Regions from separate parts of the Oryctolagus cuniculus genome. Here region 2 is linked to region 1. Evidence: chromatin contacts called from public Hi-C data. All regions are on one chromosome and are shown on one strand. The core of a region is the stretch at or near the end of the contact, and the rest is flanking DNA. Distances in the headings are between cores, read along the strand shown.

What was found. Hi-C and Micro-C count contacts between places; a contact is called where the count stands out from the background.
Region 2: a contact with region 1 is called in a Hi-C map of skin fibroblasts, with 2.1 times the contacts expected there. The contact joins the promoter of MYO10 here to the enhancer-like site in region 1. A contact is called at or near these places in 4 of 6 Hi-C or Micro-C datasets (ear pinna, embryonic fibroblasts, skin fibroblasts and 1 more).

Annotation. Positions count from the first base shown.
Region 1 is chr14:45,934,203-45,939,833 of mOryCun1.1, forward strand. The region is part of intron 3 of MYO10 (myosin X); the gene reads right to left. Among named protein-coding and RNA genes, the nearest start is that of MYO10, 110 kb to the right of the region's middle. Within about 2 kb of position 3,194, at least 2 of the 8 cell types and tissues checked have an H3K27ac peak or open chromatin away from gene starts, as enhancers often do. A contact at or near this core is called in ear pinna, where this site is marked.
Region 2 is chr14:46,042,380-46,048,010 of mOryCun1.1, forward strand. MYO10 (myosin X) reads right to left here and starts at 2,678. Exons shown (of 39, transcript XM_070056609.1): 1 at 2,217-2,678. The coding sequence starts at 2,237.

The DNA of each region.
Region 1 (5,631 bases), core at 1,944-4,443:
ATGCTTACAGATATGGAAAGAGACAAATCTCAACCCAGGAATAACTAAATCGAAACAGCATTGTCACAAGATGCAAGATCCTGAGCCTCAGAGCTACCTTCCTTGAAACACCTCTCACCCCCTTGGGGCCCAAGATGCTGTCAGTAATAATGTTGCATCCTCTGTTGCCTCACATGACAGCCAGATGGAAGTAGTACACAAATTAAGAGTTCATCACTGTTGCTATGGCTAACAAAAATCAAACGAGAAGAGCTTCATCTGACAGCAAAGCTGGATGAAGAGGATCACGTGATCTGAAATATACGAGGGACATGGGTCATTTAAAGTCAGTGTCATGGGGCCGGCGTTGTGGCACCACAGGTAAAGCCATCACCTGTGACGCCAGCATCCCATATGGGCACCAGTTCGTGTCCCAGTGACTTCACTTCTGATCCAGCTTCCTACTAATGGCCTGGGAAAAGTGGTAGAGGATGGCCAAAGTGTTTGGGCCTCTAACACTGATGTGGGAGACCTGGATGAAGCTCCTGGCTTCCACCTGGCCCACCTCTGACCATTACAGCCATCTCGGGAATGAACCAGCAAAAGTTCTGTTTCTTCCCCTCTCTGTAACTTTTTCATATACATAAATCTTTAATAAATAAATAAATAGTCAGTACCATGGCATACTTTCCTAAAGGGAGGAATTGTTCTAAAGTGGGAGCTGTTATCCAGATTTATTTCCCAAACACTATTCCTCTCTCTCCTTCTGTCTCAGTCATCTCAGCTAAATGGGCTACAACTTCCTTCCTGCAGGAGGCAACTTCAGCTTTCAGACCCCTGTATTCAACGGTCCCTTGGGCATCTTCATTGGATGCTTTATAGATGGCTCAAAGTCAACATGACAAGCCTAATCTCCCTAAAACACCTGTTTCTTCTCACACAGTCACATCCTGACAAGTGGCAGCACAGTCTACCCAACTGGGTAATCCAATCATCCTATGGAAATTCAGCCTACATGTCCCCAAAACACAGTTAAACTGATTCTACCTCTTAGAATCTTTACTCCAGCTCCCCTGATTGGTAACTATCTAGTTACTGGCCACCTCTCCTCCCAGCCCGCAGCCTATGGCCACAAGCTGTTGTCCTCTACAGCTTTCACAAGCCAACTTGGGCCCCTGCTCACCTTCTCTTGATGGCCCTGACAGGCAGCGGCATGCAACATTCACTCCAATGTCTCCAATGTACCACATCCAATAAATCTAAATCCACCACGCTATTTTCTATCTCTACACTGGGTGATCTCCCGCTAGGAGACCAAATTCCCCAACAAATGCTCAAACCTCAGTGCAACTAATAACTTTGTAGAATTATTTTTCTGACCTTCTCCTCACCTCATTTTTTTTTTAAAGATTTATTTATTTGAAAGTCAGGGGCAGAGAGAGATAGGCCTTCCATCTGCTGGTTCACTCCCCAGATGGCCTCAATGGCTGGAGCTGCGCCGATCCGAAGCCAGGAGCCAATAGCTTCTTCTGGGTCTCCCTCACAAGTGCAGGGGCCCAAGGACTTGGGCCATCCTCAATGCTTTCTTAGGCCATAGCAGAGAGCTGGATTGGAAGTGGAGCAGCTGGGACTCAAAACAGCACCTATACAGGATGCTGGCACTGCAGGAGGCAGCTTTACCTGCTATGCCATGGTGCTGGCCCCTCACCTCATTTTGATGCTCATTCTTTGTGCTCCAGGTAAATAATTTTATCACTCATTGTTGTGCTGCACTGTTACCAATGGTTTGCTTGTTGTCTATCTTCACCAATCAATGAAGTAGCTTTCATTTGTTCACTCTTTCAACAAACAATGACTGTGATAAAGTAACTCTGCATCCTTGGAGTGCACAGCTAACTCAACAAGATACTTCGGGTGCATGTAGTCTGACCACTAATCCGCCAAAGAAATTCATGTTCTGTGTTCTACTGCTCTGCCCACTGTCTTCTGCATAACAAAACTGTTTGCCGGGGCCGATGCTGTGGTGTAGCAGGTAAGGCTGCTGCCTACAGTGCTGGCATCCCATATGGGCGCCTGTTTGAGTCCCGGCTGCTCCACTTCCAATCCAGCTCTCTGCTATGGCCTGGGAAAGCAGCAGAAGATGGCCCAAGTCCTTGGGCCCTTCCACATGTGTGGGAGACCCGGAGGAAGCTCCTAGCTCCTGGCTCCGGATCGGCGCAGCTTCGGCCATTCTGGCCAACTGAGGAGTGAACCAGCGGATGGAGGACCTACCTCTCTCTCTCTCTCTCTCCTCTCTCTCTCTCTCTGCCTCTCCTTCTCTCTCTGTGTAGCTCTGACTTTCAAGTAAATAAATAAATCTCTAAAAAAAAAAATTGTTTGCCACAGTCCAGTGAAACACATTTTTAAACAATTTTAAAAAATGCCAAGCATTCAAGTTTGCTGCAAAGAAAACTAGATCACAACAGATAATTCCTCCAGTTCAATTTCTGATTCAAATTCTCTCCTTGTTGAAAGTAACTGGAACCAATGGAGAGTCAGGAAAGAAAAGAAATCATAAAAACAAAGCTCCTAACTGCCACTATCATGTGCTGATGTGGAAGTGGTCACTCAAGAACATGAACAGTTGGTAAAATTTTAAAAATACATATAGTCAGACAGATGGTTACAATCATCTTTTGGCAACATGAGTCTTGATTTCTTCCTTTTTTTAAAAAAAAAGCCAACAAACAAGGAACCTCTGACAATCCACACTGTACTCAGCTGTTCCCAACCAGGGTCACATGCCAAGACTGTGCTACCCATCCGGACTTCAGGCCATCCCAAATCCATGAGAGCCAGGCACTGTTACTTGACACTGGCCTTGGAAAGAGAGGGAAATGAAAGAAAGAAAGAAAAAAAGCCTCCTCTGGGAAACCTCAAGTCAAAAAACTGAAACACAGACTTCAATTTGCCTGTCCCCAAACAGGACCCACACAGCAGGGGCTGCCCGGTCACCACACTGCAGGTGGCTATGCCTTCCTGGCAGGTGAACTCGGCTCAGGCCTATGGCAAGCACAAGCTTCTTCACTGGCTGGGGCTTGCTAAACAGAAGCCGGCTTCAAAGTTAATTCAGGAACAACAGCAAACACATTTACAGATTGGGGCTGGAATGTCACCCAACCAGAGGAGGCTATTTTTGAAGAGCCTAAAAATACGTTAGCTGTGAAGCATCTTCTGTACCTTCTGAAGCAAGTATCTTTAGACACAACCTCATTGCTTAAAATGAGCTTGTTTGATTCTGATCCCTTTACTGCTTGTTCCACAAGACCAACAAATTAGCCCTGGGGCTGGGTGGACATGGGAGGGCTTCCTCTGGAGCCAGCCTCCACGCCACAATTGCAGGCGAGCTCTGAATTTGCTGTGCCTCTCCCATCATGTGGTCTGCGGCCGTTCCTGGAGGCTGGGAAAGGAGTCTCCTCCGTGCAGCTAACCCAGAGCCTGACAAAACCCCTACGGTGGAGCGGATGGGCTTCTCTTCAATTCAGCACAGAACTAAACTGCCACACCCCAGAGTTCGGCAGTCCCAGGAGCAGGCACACAGCTTAACTTCCAGCACAGCAGAAACCTCAGCAGCTCTTGACGGCACTGGGCTTAGTGTCTGGGGGTAGAACAATCTGAGCTGATGCAGGCCAGGGAGCACAGCCAGACAGGCATCCCAAACTCTATGCATCTTCCCACTTTGCTCAAGGAGCTGCCAGGTGTGTCAGTGGGGGTCTTCACAGACAAGAGACTTGACAAACCTCCCTCCCTCACCTGTCTCCCACGCTCCTCTTATTTGTCCCCTCCCTCACTGCCTTCTTCCCCACTCTAAAACCTTCAGGCCAGTGCTGTGCTCACTTGGTTAATCCTCCGCCTGCGGCAGCGGCATCCCAAATGAGTGTCAGGTTCTAGTTCCGCTTGCTCCTCTTCCAGTCTAGCTCTCTGCTGTGGCCCGGGAGGGCAGTGGAGGATGGCCCAAGTGCTTGGGCTCCTGCACCCGCATGGGAGACCAGGAAGAAGCACCTGGCTCCTGGCTTTGGATCAGCGCAGTGCTGGCTGTAGCGGCTATTTGGGGAGTGAATCAACAGAGGGAAAACCTTTCTCTCTGTCTCTCTCTCTCTCTCTCACTGTCTATGACTCTGCCTGTCAAAAAAAAAAAAAAAAAAAAAAACCAAAACCTTCATGTCATCACCACTAACTTGTCCCCTCCCTGCTCCCTAGCACTTCCTAGCAACTGTCCCAATATTTCTCTCTTCACAGAGATTCAGCCATGGCACTACTGACATCTTGGGCTAGGCAATTCTTTCTTGGGGGACTGTCCTGAGCACCAGGTGGTGTTGCGCAGCAGCCCTGGCCTCTGCTCACTGGACATCATGAGTCTCCTGCCCCTAACTAACTAAGACAACCTCCTGCTATTGCCAGTTGTCACCTGGGGGCAGAAAATCTTGACTGAGAACAAATGCTGGAGGATTTCCTAAGCCCGACCTGCCCATTCGTTCTGAACTTGCTTTCCCCAGCACTTCTGCCATAAGCCATTTAGCAAGGCCTGCCAGCAAACTCACTCTCATCTCTCTGTCTTCCTGTGCAGTGCCCACCAGCTTTTCCTTCTAACTCTTATCCCTCCTCTGCATGGTCTTTCTTGACACCCCCTCCACAGCCAACTCAGGTTTCCTGACCCACCTTCAGGTTCCTCCTCCCTATCTCTTATCTTTTGGCACCACAACATACTGGCACTTCATCTTCTTAAGTCTTTAGAAGCTTGCAGGTGAGGGTACTTGAGGTGTCCTTCCCCACCCCCATCCGCTGCAGCAGAAAGTACACAACCAACAGGTTTAGGACAGAAGCCTGAGTTTCTGGTTGGGGGCTGCAGGCTGGGATGCTGAGTAGGGCTGTAGTCTGGGAAGCCAGCAGAGGATGGCAAAAGTTCAGACAGCAAAAGCCTGGAACTCCAAGAAGGCAATCCAGCAGCAAGGCCTCATACAGGAAATTACGGAGAGAGGAATACAGGCCCAATCAGGGTATTGGACTCAAACAGGACCAGCAGCAAGGCTAGAGCCATACAGACCCAGAGACATTGCCATAAAGTCTGCACTTCTGCCCCTCAAGAGCATGCAAGGGGCAGGGATTCAGCCACAGAACAGGGAAGGGGCCCAAGGTAAGGCTCAGGAGTGGAACCCAAACTGTGTCATCCCCACAAGCTGGAACTCTACAAGAAACTCCCAGTGGTTCAAGGCTCCATGCAGTGAGCTGGCCTTGATTTTTTTTCCCTATGAGATTTCCCCATGGCCAAACTGCAAGCTTCCAGGCTCAGGAAGATGCTGTAAACCACTTCCAAATGCCCCTCAATATGGCGCCAAGTCGAACACAGAAACTTTTGAAATAAGTGTGTGTGTGTGGGTATGAGATGAACAAGGTGGACAGAAAGACACAAAAGGCTGAAGTTTCTAACGTTTTCACATGTTCAGAAGCAGCCCTGCCCTGCCAGGTAAGGGGATTGTGCTGACTTGAAAAAGCATACATTAAAAACCTGACACTGTGGCACAGTGGGTAAAGTTGCCAAATGTGGTGCCAGTTCAAGTCCCAGCTGCTCCACTTCTGATCTAGCTCCCTGCTGGTGCATCTGGGGAAGCAGTG
Region 2 (5,631 bases), core at 1,428-3,927, 110 kb after region 1:
ACCTTACAGTGCACAGGGCAGCCACCAAACAATCACCTGGCCCAAAATGTCAGCGGCACCTGGTTTGAGAAACACTGCTCTAGCTCTGACACAGCAGCCGGGAATCACAAATACCTGCATTTCCTTATCACTTGGCTATTCATGCATGCAGCATCTCACTCAGTATGACTTTTTTCAATTCTCAGGAGCAGCTTCAAGGGGCTGTCCAACAAGCAACAAGTTGTCATGCCTTACCCACAATGGGAAAAGTTAACAATGAACCTCTGGTCACTGCTTAGCACAAGAAAGCCACACAAGCAAACTGTCCTTGGCAATGTTACTCGCACACTTACTGTATCCACTTGAACAGTACATTACATTTTCTGCACTGGGCAAGTTAACAAAAAATGCCTTTTGAGAGAGAGAGAGGGAGAGAGAGATTGGACCTATGTTAGGATGCATCTCCAATTAACACACCACTGTTTAGCCTCTCAGACTTGCTCCTGTTTCCTTTCTATTCAAAGTGACCATGTCCAGGGGTAGAACTGAGAAGGCAGATGGGAAAATTAACGTGGTAATACCAAGACATCACCAGATTAAAGTCCAACCCTGAATGAATGAAAACTTCTGAGAAATTCCAAAGCCACCGGCAGCCAAGGAAAAGGGCTCTGGATTCTGTAACAAGCTCTCAGTCTCAGGCATGTGTCTTAACAGCTTTAAGATTCTTCATCCAAAAAAACGAAGAGCATGGAGCACATGATGCTTAAAGGATAACTTCAACATTATGTTTATCACTGAAATAAAATACAACAGCCAAGTCTCCTTACTCTGAACCGCACTAAGTGCAAAAACTAGAGTACTTCAAGGTCCCACAGGGGAATGAAAGTGAGGTCAGATGGGCTGTGCAAAGGCAACCGTAGCCCTCAAGTTCCCCCCACTTGCACTAGGGGGCAGAGCTCTTCCCCAGGGCAGCCACAGACCCCAGAGGTCCCCAGGCTTCCAGTGGACTGGAACCCCAACACTCTGTATATAAACTCTGTGTTCTCATCGGATTTTCTAAGGGACTGGGAGCATTAAAGGAGCCAAGCACAGCCACCCTAGAGGCAGAACCTCAGCTTACTTAGAGATGAAAAAGAACATGAGAGCCCGACGGTTTTTCACAAGTGGACAACTTCCATCTCCCAAAAAGTCCAGTGCCTTCTTACATGCGTGGAAACAGAGGCCCATGGACTACAAATGCTAGCAGCTCACAGTTACATGCACTTCTCTGAAGAAAGTAAGGATAAGCACTGATGGAGGTACATTTCCCAGTCAACACTGGAGGCACCACTTTGAAAAATGAAATATCGCTACTGCATGAGAACATACTGATGACATTGGCCACCATAAGCAGTTGTCTGAGAATGTCATGAAAGCAGAGTGACTTGAAATATTACCTCCAATCAAGTCAAATAAAGCAGGTCCACACCGAGGCAAACCCTCAGCAACTGATTGGCTGGAAGATTCCAAGGCTGTGCTGGATGCACGGAGCACCCACCCCCTGACTTTCCATGAAAATCCATCCGTCTCCCTCAAGTCAACTAAGTTTACTTTGAGCCACTTCAAACCTCAAACTTAAACAGAATTTATTAAATAAACACAACCAAGAAAGGAAAGGGAGCCAAGAAACCAGAGCAACTCTCGATCCCAGGATTTAAAAAAAACAACAAAAAACTTCCCAAGTCAACTTTCAAATAACTCGGTCACCCTAAAAGGAACATCAGCGTGATCTACAAAAACCACCGTGTGCCCTAAAGGAAGTTGCTTGAAAATTCGAACTCCGACTCTGCCAGGGGCCGACAGCACAAACCCTAGATCCGGGGACCCATTCTCTGGAGTCACCCCGACCCCCTGCTCGAGCCCTCGCTGGTGAGCGCAGGATCCGGACCGCAAGGTCCGAGCCGGCTCCTCGGGAGCGCTCCGCACCCGCACAGGAAGCCGGCACGTTCCGCAGAGGAAATGCCAGAGCAGACCTTTCCCGGAGACAGGCACGTCCCCGCGGAGCACTCCCGGGCTTCCAGCCCCCCGGCGTCGGGGGCCAACTGCCCGACCCGGGCCCCCAAGGACCGGCCGCCCGCGCATGGGGAGCGCCCCTGCGGGCGCGCGGGGCGAACCGAAACCTGCCCCGCTTACTCATCACCGCAGGCTCGGGGCTGTGTGTTGGGGGAGAGGCTCCCAGGCCGGCCGGGCGCACTCACCTCGGGGAAGAAGTTGTCCATCGTGGCGGGCACTCCACGCTCGCCCGCGCCGCGGCAGGTCCGGGGACACCGTGCGTGTCACGGCGCGGACGCCAGCCACGCCAGAGCGCGGGGCTGCCCCGCAGCCATGGCCAGACCCCCGTCCTCGAAGTCCTCCCCCTTTTGTTCGCCCAGACCCAAGTCCCTAACTCATCCGTCTCCACCGCAGCCTTTGTCTCTGCTTCCTCCGAGTTTCTCACTTCTGGACGGAGCGCTCGCGGGCCGGGAACAGCTGGTGGCACATTCCTTCCCCCCCGCCCCGAGCTGGGGGAGGGCGTCGGGGAGCTGGCGAGCGCGCCCCCTTCCCGGGCACTCCGGCCGGCCACAAAGCGAGCCTGAGGCCGTCTCCCCGCGCGGGCGCGCCGCGGTGAGCAGTCGGGCGCCGGGCTCAGGCGGCTCACGCCCGCACCGAGACTCGCGGACGGCAGCGCGGCCCCGCCCACGCGCCAGGCCCCGCCCCTCCAGGAGCCCGGGCCTTCAGCCAACCGCGCCCCGCGCTGCTCCTCGGCCGGCCCCGCCTCCCGCTCAGGCCCCGCCCACCCGGCTCCTCCGGCCCTCAAGGCTGGGCGGCTGCCGGGGCCCCCTCGCACCTCTCCACCTGGCCGTGGGTGGGAGGTTGCTCTGCTGTGGTGGAGACCGGAACAGTCACCTAGCCGGGGCTGGGGTGGGGTCCGCAAACCCTGGGAGCGAGTGAGCGCGCACCTCGGGTAACTCGGCTCGGGACGCCGGAGGTTCCCGTGGAAGGAAGCGCGCGCCGCGGCGTCGCCGGCGCCTGAGGAGAACGCGCCTGAGGAGAGTTTCCGGAAGCCGGCTTCCCGTGCGGAGTTTTCTGTCTCCTGCACTTAGGTTCGCAGCCCCTTTTCATAATGCGAGGAAGTGTGGTTTTGTAAACTGGAAGAGGACGTGGCCAGGAGCAGCACCCCTCAAAAAGCAACCCTTGTTCTGGACCTAAAGGAAACAGATGGGGAGGTGAACGAGCCGACTGCCTGGCGCCGCGTCCGGCTTCCCCGAGCCTGTCCGGGGACTCACCTGGGCTGCGGTGGAGCCCGGCAAGGTGGGCCCTGATGGCGCCTGGCCCGAGGCTGAGCTAGAGCCCGTGGGTGACGAGTTAGGAGAAAGGTGACGTGGCCAGGCCGCGGGTACGAGGCGGCCCAGGTATGGTCACCCGCGCACCTGGCACAAAAGCACTGGTACCCGGCGCGCTGCGGACAAAGATGACCGGATCTTCCCCACGAAGGGGCGTGGGAGGCTGTCTCTAGGGAACCTGCCAGCGGCCACTCAACCTTTAAAACAGCTCGGAAACCCGAGCCGCTCCCCTCACTCCATTCCAAGCCGTCTTAATGCACCTGCGCCACCACCCCGTTAGGTGCCCGCTTTTGGGGGGGTTATCTGAAGACGCTTGAGGAGAATGAAGCATGTTGTCTTCTCCGTCGGGAGTATAGAAGCTCATTGCTGCTTTAAAGTGTGCATCTTCAGCCTGTGTCAGAATGAGTGAAACATTCTTCTGTAATCCTGGCCTGGGCATTCAAGCGTCCTCGTAGCTCATTCCAGAGTAATTCTGTCGCGGCCCCCGGTTGCCTTTGGAAAGAGGCAGAGTGTTAGCTAGTTCACGCTGTTATCGTGCTGGGCCATCCCTCTGTTTCACAGGTTTACACACTTAAGGCTCGAAGCCACTAGAGGTGGTGTCCCGGGCTGTCAGGAAAGTTAAGTTGGGACCGAGGTAAACAGCAGCGATCCCAGGCGCCAACCGAAGTGCTTAGTCAAATGAGTCCCGTGGCCACTTAGGTTGAGATACTGGAGCAGAACAATTATAGTCATTATGGTATTAATCTGCACACGTCTCTGCGGGAGAGATTACCAGGGAGTTTGTTCAGGAGAGCGTGTGGCTTTGTTCCCAGCATCAGATGAGCCACCGATGTGTTGGGCAATCCTGGCCATGTCATTTCAAGTCACTTTCCAGTGTATTGGCTCATCAGTTGTAACGAATGTGCCAAATTTACTCAATGTGTCAGTAATATGGGACATGGGGAAGGGGTGGCAGGCTACATGGATACTGTACTTTCCCTGTCAGTTTTTCTGTAAACCTAAAGCTGCACCCTCCCCCCAAAAAAATAAGGCCTTAATTTTTTATGTCACTTAAGTCGATAGCATTAATAATTTTCCCCAATTTGACTCACATAAAGAATTACAAGCATAGGGTGAGTGTTTCACTCAGCAGTGAAGACTCCATTTGGAAAGCCTGCATCCTGTATCATTGTGCCTGGTTCAAGTTGTGGCTTCCTATACGGCTTCCTGTTAATGCACACCCTAGGAGGCAGCGGGTGATGGTCCAAGTACTTAGGTGTCTGCCACCCATATGGGAGAACCCAATTGGGTTCTGGGCTCTGGCTTCAGCCTGGTGCAGCACCACTTGTTGCTGGCGTTTGAATAGTGAACTAGCACATGGAAGATCTCAGTTCTTTCTGTCTCTCCCTCTCTGCCTTTCAAGCACTTGGAAAATAAATGTTTAAAAAGAATTATGAGCCTGAGGCAGGTGTTTGAGGTAGGGCATTTGACCTAGCAGTTAAGACACCTGAGTCCAAGATCAGACAACCTGTGCTTGATCGATGCCTGTCTTGGCCTCCTGATTCCAGTTTCTACTAGTGCAGACCTTGGAGATCAGTGGCGGGGACTCAGAATGTTTACCGGTTTCTTGCCACCCACAAGGGAGATATGGCTCAGCCCCAGCCTCTTCTGTTGCTTCAGGAGTGAACCGATGGGTGCAGGAGTTTCTCTCCCCACCCCCAACCACACAAAAACAAGAATTATGAGCGAGGTCCAGTATATAAGGTTGAATTTTACTGAATCATTTTTGGAGTTCACAGCAGTGTTAAAAAAAAAAAAAAAAAGATTCCTAGACCAGCTTATCAGAGTCCCCAGGGGCAGTGAAAAACAAACACAAAAAAACCCTACCTTTGACTCTGGGGCAGGTAGAGTGCTTACGAATCTGCATTTTAATAAACACACAGGGAGACAATTCAGAGTTTAAGAATCACCACTTTGGGGTGTCAGAATTAATCAGATTTTCTGTTTCTGTATAGGAGCCTGTTCTCAAAAAAGTGTAAAGATAAACTGTAGCCTAAAGACTATTTGCTTAACAAACAGCAAAGTTCATGTTATTTTAAGCATTCTAAGTAGGATACCTAACCCTCAAGTATTTGGGGCTGCATCAGTTGTTACAAAGGACTGTGCCACATTTACGAGGGCTTTGACAAGATTGGACAGAGAAAGGCAAGCTTTTAAAATCAAGAGATTTCTAAGAATACCCACTCTTGTTGCTATTCTTTAGAAGTTAAGTGCTTCCTCTTGGCAAACTGCGTCCCAATGGACAAAGCAG